2 separate regions of the Mus musculus genome follow, and region 1 is linked to region 2. Evidence: chromatin contacts called from public Hi-C data. All regions are on one chromosome and are shown on one strand. The core of a region is the stretch at or near the end of the contact, and the rest is flanking DNA. Distances in the headings are between cores, read along the strand shown. Region 1 overlaps Mamdc2 (MAM domain containing 2). Region 2 overlaps Trpm3 (transient receptor potential cation channel, subfamily M, member 3).

The links. Hi-C and Micro-C count contacts between places; a contact is called where the count stands out from the background.
Region 1: a contact with region 2 is called in a Hi-C map of uterus, with 2.5 times the contacts expected there. A contact is called at or near these places in 2 of 484 Hi-C or Micro-C datasets (embryonic stem cells and uterus) and 1 of 130 datasets of targeted methods (embryonic stem cells).

Annotation. Positions count from the first base shown.
Region 1 is chr19:23,349,709-23,353,781 of GRCm38.p6, forward strand. Mamdc2 (MAM domain containing 2) reads right to left here. Exons shown (of 14, transcript NM_174857.3): 8 at 3,596-3,739; 9 at 891-1,156. Among named protein-coding and RNA genes, the nearest start is that of Gm41821, 52 kb to the left of the region's middle.
Region 2 is chr19:22,927,842-22,932,213 of GRCm38.p6, forward strand. The region is part of intron 22 of Trpm3 (transient receptor potential cation channel, subfamily M, member 3); the gene reads left to right. It overlaps Gm52388 (a long non-coding RNA gene), which reads left to right. Exons shown (of 2, transcript XR_003952897.1): 1 at 1-3,473; 2 at 3,552-4,372. Among named protein-coding and RNA genes, the nearest start is that of Gm52388, 3.3 kb to the left of the region's middle.

The DNA.
Region 1 (4,073 bases), core at 598-3,097, 420 kb after region 2:
AGCAAGCTCTCCCATGGTTTTAACCTTTCTTGGGTGACTTGGAGTTGCGGTAACTCCTGGATGGTCAGCTTACTTACCCATTCATTCAAAGCTAGATCCTGAGCTCTCATTGTATGACGTACATTTAGAAGAAAGGCCCCTTGTTTACTTTCTTTGGGCCTCTTTCTTACACAGAGAGGACATTCAAGAAAAATTTGTTAGTCGGCTGACAGGCTGAAATAAAATGATTTTTTTTTTCCACGCTGGTTTCATATCTTGTGGGTCACAGAATTTATTGCATCTGTGAAACTTCCCTGAGTTTATGAGTTGTTAAGCCTGGGAGGTTACCGCCATTCCTCTGTATTCTCCTTGATTTATAGGGTCTGTTTTTGTCTTCTCATTGCTAGCAAAATCAGCTGCTGATAGCTCCCTGTGTCAGTCTCTGAGCAGGGTCAGCTGCCTCCATACCTCTAGTGAGCAGCCTGGCTTTATCCTGTGTTCTGCTAAGGCCTGAAGTATTGACCTTCCAGCCACAATGATGACTCTGGCACATCAATCTCATGTTTTTAAAATGTAATCATTGGTGTGTGTGTGTGTGTGTGTGAGAGAGAGAGAGAGAGAGAGAGAGAGAGAGAGAGAGAGAGAGAGAAAGAGAGAGAAAGAGAGAGAGAGTAGATGAAGGATGAGGGAATGAGGAGAGAAAGAGAGGGGGAAGGGGAGGGAAATAGGTAGATATAATTCAGAAAATGCAAAGGGATTGAAGGCTTAACATGCACCTGTCTGGGGGTGGGTGATACGTGTCAAATGCAGGTTGATCCGAACAGAAGGATAAATACACCATCAGCTAACCAGAAATCATTACCCACATCTAGCAACTAAAATGGACACAGGTAGTGCAGGTTCTACTGTACCTTTGTGGGCATAGGCTTCTTGAAACTGATTTCCGCTTGCATCCAAACACCCCTCGGGGACTCGAGCACAGACCAGATCTTCTCTTGAACCACATGGTTTTCTTCAAAGATATAAACGGCTAGGGTGTCACTCATTTTCAAAAACCCAAAGATGGCGTAATGAAAGCGCACACAGTACTGCATGTTTCCAGGGAGAGAGGGACCATAAAGTCTTCCGATGTAGCCAGGCTGGGATGTAAACTTAGTGTTGGCCAGCAGGTAGTGCCCTGTGAGGAAAACAAACCACTTAGTGCTGTGGTTCTCAACCTGGGGGAATCCCAACCCGTTCGGGAGTCACATACCAGACATCCAGCATATCAGACATTTACATGATGATTCATAAGAGTAGCCAAATTACAGTTATGAAGTAGCAGTGAAATAATTTTATGGTTGGGGGGGGTCCCTACAACATAAGGAGCTGTATTAGAGGGTCACAGTATCAGGGAGACTGAGAACCACTGACTTAGTGCAACACCAATGTAGAATGAGCTCATACAGCCAGGTGGAAACCAGTTAAGGCAATGGGGTGTTCCCTCAAGACTACTTCCATAGGTTTTAAACCTTAATAGAGGCTTTCTAACGTCTGTGGTTTAAGTGACAAAAAAAAAATCTATACAATGTCCTTAGACCTGGATAGCAAATTAAACCTCTTAGAAATTCAAGTGGCTGTCATAAAGCAGTGTAGATCTTATAGTGTACAGACTCAGATTCATGTCATTAAGTAGGAACTATACTCTTTTTTTTTTTTTTTAATCACACAAAAAAGAATGAATGAGCTTGGAACTACTGGATGTCTCCTGCTGGGTCATAGTCAGTGTCAATCAAAGAGTTCACTTCCCCTGCTCTATCTGCAGTGGCCAGTCAGGAGGAGGGAAGGCAGGCTGGCCTGGCACCACGGGAGAGTTCTGGGCAGAACACACTGTTCTTTTGGTATACCTACATATTAAACCCGTCCCTGAAAAATCATGTTTCTGACCGGTTGGGCGCTGATGCTCCCAGATGCTGCGGCTGGGTTCAATTTCCTTGTTTCTTAGTTCTAAAAAACAGATTGGAATTTCTAGCAGCAACGGTCCCCTTACTACCAATCACACCCACACGGTCAAGCTAAAGCGGATCCACGTATGCGAAGTCAGGCAGCACACGACAGTTTCTCTCTTTTCTCATCTGTTCTCGGGGAGTTCTCTTCATGGCCTGTCAGTGTTTGCTTTAAGAATTAAAAACAAAACAAAACAACCCAAACTCATCCGTGTAAGGAGAGTCAGGGGGCTTGATCTCTCCCACACACGGGCAGGGCATGTGCGGACAGTGATAGGACTACGCCCGCAAGCCAGACTCCCAGGAAAGCCTCACCAGGCCCTGGATTCCAGCCTTCCAGCCTCATGACATGACGAAAAGCAGCTGTTGTGTAAGCCCCAGTCTGCGGTACTTTGTGAATGCAATGGACAAATATGGGTGGCCACAAGACAGCCAGACTTTTTTTTTTTTTTTTTTTTTTTTGTAACCTGAATATCATCTTTCTGTTTCTTGCTTACAGCCTTTCAGTGGCTTCTTACTGCCTTTCTAATAACCCCCAGTGCTTCCTCTGCTCTTTCAAATCCACCGTCTGCTATCCTCTCCATCTTCCACACCGTTCCTCTCTCTACGGGCAGACTGCCAGTTGGACTGGCCACCCGTCTCTACACTGAGAGACCTCATAGATGCTTGTCCTCTGTAGCTTCCATTGTAGAGACTACTCTTAAATCCCTAGCTAAAATGTCCTTCCACTATTCTCTCTCAGAGCACCGAAGGCCATCAGAACAGATCACCCCAAATATGCTGCTCTGGCACCTTGATGATTTTGAGCTGAAGGCACTGGAGGACAGTAGAGGCAGGAAGGGCTCTGTGCCCACTCACTTTCTATCTAAAGCAGGCCATCAAAGTTCCTATGAGCCTGGGCCACATCCTGTCCAGGATGCCGGTGTTGTAGAGCCTGAGACTACGCTGAAATGGATCTGTACAAACAAACCTCCTATGAAGCCCTTGCTTTTCATTAGTTTGCTCCATAGGTTTCCCAGTCACCACCTCACAGTTGACTCTCTCTCCCTTTCCTTGGTCTTGCTTCTTTCCACAACTTTACCATTCTTTGTTAAAAATGATACATAAGCTTTCAGGCCTATGTATATTTCTAGTTTTCATTTTCTATTTTCCTGTGAAGGCTCCCATGTGCATATAAAAATATGTTGTTGGAATGCTACAGTTTTCTCTTGGTAGTCTGCTTCTTGTCTGTTTAATTTTCAGCCCCAGCTACAGAAAGTACAAGAGAAGAGGACAGGTGCCCCCACCCTACCCCTCGCCCCACTCCACCCCCTGCTATGCTTACGATTATGTTCATTTGTCTATATGTTTATCTATCATTTCCTTTGCTCATTGAAATGCAAATGGAATCCAAGTGGATTTTTTTTCTGAAATGAAGAGCAAAACAGTTTCCAAAGATTTCTCTACTTAATGAACTGCAAATGCTTTGGGTAGCACAGTATCTTGAATTACAACTTTTAAAAATGGCCAAGCATCGCCAATCGTTACTTCTTTGTTCTTCCTCTTTTCTTATCTTTCTCTGAAATGAGGCTTGCAATTGGTATGGGAGAGCAAACCCAGGATGTGGGGCCTGCCAGGCCCCACTGACCAACCTGTTCCTGTCGTGTGGTCTCCGGCCCGATACATGTTTGCTTTTACTCTTACTCTGGTCCAACCCGGACCCTCTTTGTCTTGATAAAAGTTGCAGAGGCCTATCTCAAAATCGCAGCTGGTTTCCACAGCACTGAAAGGAAGCCCTGGACAAATGAGAACCAAAGTTACAGTCAGCCCGGATTCTCAGAGGACTCCATCAAACACTGGACAGATATGGCTACATTTGTGCCAGGGAGACTGAGGGAGAGATACACAGCAAAACAGGCTGACAGCTTTATCATCAAAACAGTGTTTTGACATGACAGGAAAATTGTTCTTTTCTTCTCTAAAAGGAGGGCAGCAGGCAGCTCTGATCACATTATCTACAAAAATAAACAAATACTAGGGATTTCCTTTGAGAACGCAAAGGCTGTGAACATTTACTCACAACTTTCAAATCGACCCCTACAACATTTAAAAGACAGAAAAAGGAGAGGA
Region 2 (4,372 bases), core at 1,485-3,984:
TACTATGAGCCCAGCCTAGTGCAACAAACACCACCATCTGCTGAACACGAGGATTTAGTATTCGCTGTTTTACAAGAAGGGCTGATTATAGTTTAGAACTTGAGATCTCCCCATCCCACGCCCCGCCCCCCAAGACAGACTAGAGGTGTTTTGTGTGACTGAAATATGAATGTAGACAAATTTCCCCACTCTGCGAATTACATCTGTGGTACTTTATGTGTATGAGGATAAATCTTGACCCCAAATCCCAAAATATACTTCACCTTGCCTTAGATGGAGATGACCTTTCTTGAGTCCCTGCCCTCTTCCTCTGTGATGCTCTGAAGTTGGCTGCAATGGCAGACTGTTCTAAGCTAAATCAGCCAGTTTTTCTGTGTAGAGTGCTAAAGAGTATTCGTCCTTTCTCAAATGGATTTAGATGGTTGTCCCCAAATCTCAAATAACATTCAGCCAAGGTCACTGGACATGACTGTCCTATTAATGAATGACTCAGTGCCCCCATGAGGATTGGATGCCTGTTCCCATCTGGATTTTCAGACTTGCCCAGAAAGAACCAGTACTAAGCTGTTTGAGAAAGGTACAAATCACTGATGCTGCCCTACAGTGTGTGGCCTTTTCTCCGTGCCGTGTCCAGGTTGGTGTGTGGCGCATGTCTTCAGGCTGACTGGATCTCATATCCATCCGGACCTGAGGCCCTCCCTGCCCAGGGTCTACCAAGCCCATGCTATGGATGTACCCCGTGTGGCTCCTTCCAGCTCTGCTCATTCACACACACACCTCAGATGACTCATTCCTAACTTGATGCACGTGCTCCATTAATCTAACTCTGGTTGTTGTGACTTCTAAGTGGCTGGACCCATTTCATGTTGGGGGGGGGGGGAATTATCACTTCCTTAACCAGGACTGATCAATGTGAATATGCAACGGGACCCGCAGAATGGGTTACTCCCACCAACGGCAGACCTCAGAATGGAGGGCAACTATAGTGCACTCACTTCTGGGAGGCAGTGGTACCTAACTGTAGCTTTTTTCTTTTGGTCTACATTTTATCTTCCTGTTATTTAGACAGAAGTTACCTATAAAGCCAAAGACGGTAGGATGAGACGAGACTTGTAAGGTTACTTTCCAAATGTGCTTAAAAACTAAAAAGAAAAATATGGAATCATATTCTTTAAAAGAAAAATCACAAAATAACAAGTACATTTTTCTTCTATGCCATTTTGGACTAACATAACATATAGACTAAATTATCGAAGAGGTTAGAGTTTTGCTTCAGCTTTGGAAGCAGAGGGCTGCAAGGGTGTGTTTGGAAGTAGAAGATGATGAAAACAATGAAGGGAACGGAACCATTTTTACCCTGGAGGCTAAGCTTCATCCTGACCTGATTCCTGGGAACTGAATTTGCTATTGTTGGCTGGTTAGTTGGTTGGTTGATATTTGGGGTTTGCTTTGCTTGGTTTTTGTTTTGTTTTGTTTTGTTTTGTTTTGTTTTGTTTCCATATAACCTATAATTGATTTTCAAAAGCCATGCTACATATGATACTTGGCATGGTTATTTTTTCCAGATAACCTCTCATTGGCATTGAGTACTCACGCTCCATACTACCTTGCTAAGCTCCAGCTAAGGGCTACCACAGTGACTTGAAGTCTGGGGTGTTTATACCAATATTGGCCTGTGGCTGTAGCTCAATGGTAGAGTTTTGCTTTACACACAGGAAGCTCTGGGTTCAATACCCAGTGCCACAAAAATAATTATTTCATTTCATTATATTAAATACACCACTACCAATTACAACATTCTTCTGGGAAGTCTCACTGCGTGTCTCTGAGGGCTAGCCAGGACTCCAGAGGTGCCTGAGTGGAAAACCCACTAAAAAGGCAGAAGAACAACAGAATCAATAAATTCTCAGCAAGGTTGGCACCAAGACTGGAACAAAATTTAAACGGATGGCTTTGTGTCAGCCCAGAAATCTGGTTTGGTGGCTAGGTTGCTTGGAAGTTCACCTTTATTAGCAGAAGAGACAAGGTGTCTCTGGCACGCTCTAGCCTCTTGCTGGGTGGAACTTCTTCTTACTCACAGGGCATCCTGCTATATATTCACATTTCCCAGGCTGCACCGAGGCAGAAGAGAAGTGAATCATGCTCTTGAATGCATTAAATACAGGTCTAAATTTAGTCCTCCTTTCTGCCTCTCCGGGTATTTTTACAAGTTTAGATAGTACTTCGGAAGCAGACTGTCCAGGACTTATATTTTCACCATGACAACGTAACATTACCTAGCCATTTCTACTCTGAATTAACTATCCAATCTTCTTAGTACATGGGTCAATTTTTTTTCCTTACTGCCTGGGGCTTCTTCATCTGAAATTAATAGGTAATATGAAGGAGGAGACGGGGATTTGTTTTGTTTTGTTCTTAATTGACTGGTTGACTGCAACATTTTGCTATTACTATAATCCCTTGCTCTTTGGTATCCAGGATGTCTCCGTGGCTTTGACTCAAACAAGCATGTGTGTGCAGAAAGCTCAAGTACTGTCCTGAATTGCTTTTCTGTCTCCAATTAATTATTCCCTGATTTGGGTAAGGAAGTAGGACAGCTCAAGTGTCTGAAATACACTTGCCATGGGGAAGCAAGGGACACCAAGAGCCAGAAGGGTGGCGAGCAGGGTGTGTCTCGGTCATGTCACTCCAGTTCTCAGGACTCAGGGCTGGACTTCTGTTTGGAACTCCAGACTGACCTCTGATGGCCTCAAAGCACACTGATGCCTAACAGCTATAGCATGCGGCATGTTGCCCAACCAGGAGAAGTACTCTGGGAAAAGAAAGCTGGGGCCAGTGCCAACAACCGGGGGGTGGGGGAAGGAAGGGAGATCGTTTCATTAGGTTTTATTTTCACAAACTGCTAAGGAAGCTAGCCAACACTGGGATGTCCCTGAAACAGTCAGCCCACACTATAAAGAAGAGCCACGTGAATTGCTTACTAATACGAAACCTGGGCTCATGAGATTTACAGAAAACAGAGAGATCTGCCTTCGGTCTCTGCTGTGAAATCACATGAATTCTGCTGTCATGTTATACACTGTATTTGGTCAGAGGTGGGACTCTATTTAGAGTCCACTCTTCATTCAATGGGTATTTTTTTTTTCTGCCTATGAGCTAGAAACCAGAGTCTTTAGGCAAACATGGAAGAGACGCTGCCCTCGAGGAGCTTACAGTTCAGCAGGGGCAAACTGCCATTGACAACCGATGTACTGAGGCAAAGCTCAGAGGCGCGGAGTTGGGGCATGGTGTAATAGATGAGGACCCAGCAGAGAAGAAGCAGGCTGAGCAGAGCCCCCTGAAACACAAGCAGATGTGTGCTAGGCAGATGGGAGCAGGGGGTGTGAAGAAAGAATAGCTTTCCAAACTGAGACCTAGAGTGGCAAGCTCTAGGCACAGAAAATGATCGAGGATGGCTCACTGTAAAGTGAGAGGTAGGAGACAGGAAGCAGGACAGATGGGTGTGGAAGGAGAGGGGAAGGGAGAAGGAGAGGGAGACCCTGGAGAAGGAGGAAGGAGACATGAAGAAGGGGACAGGAGAGATGACAGAGCACTCCTCATGGAACTGGTAATGAAGAAGAAGGACAGTATGAAACCAGAGGAAGATAAAAGCAGAAAAACCTGGTCCAAGACCAGATGGTACAGAGGGGATAAAAGAAGTGGGTGGAGATTCAAAATGAGGGGATTGGAGCTCACCCTGAGATTCCTGACTTAGTCTAAAGTATAAAAACCACTTACTGAAATACTTGGGGGGAGGAGGAATATACCCAGGGCTGGTGTCTCACTAGGGTTGGATTGAGTTTGTAGATTCTATAGAGCCCAGACGTGCAGCTCAATAGGATGACCTGGACTGTAAAACAGAATAAATTTTAAAAGGAGAACTCCATGATTAGCATTGGCTATTCTTGCAGAGAACTCAAATTCAGTCCACAACACCCATAGCGGACAGTGCACAAACCCCTATTGCTCCAGATCCCAGGGTTCTGAAGCCCTCTTTTTGCTTCCACGGGTACCTGTATGCAAGTGGTGCCCAAACAGACAAGCAGGCAAACACACACATACATGAATAGAGATTAACTGATCTCATTAAAAAAGAGCTGAAATGGAAATGCAGATTTTAGGATCAAAATGTCTCTTCGTGTCAAAGTCATGGTGGATGAGCACAAGTAGAGGAGAGGCAGAAGCAGGATATGAAGAACACAAGAATCGTAACAGTGCCAGGAGAGCCAAGAGAAAAGGGTCAACCCGGCTGAAGTTTAGAAGAGTCCTTTGCAAAGTCATTGCTTACTTTTTGTTCATTTCTGGGCTATGGTTCCAACCTCCCCTGAGATGG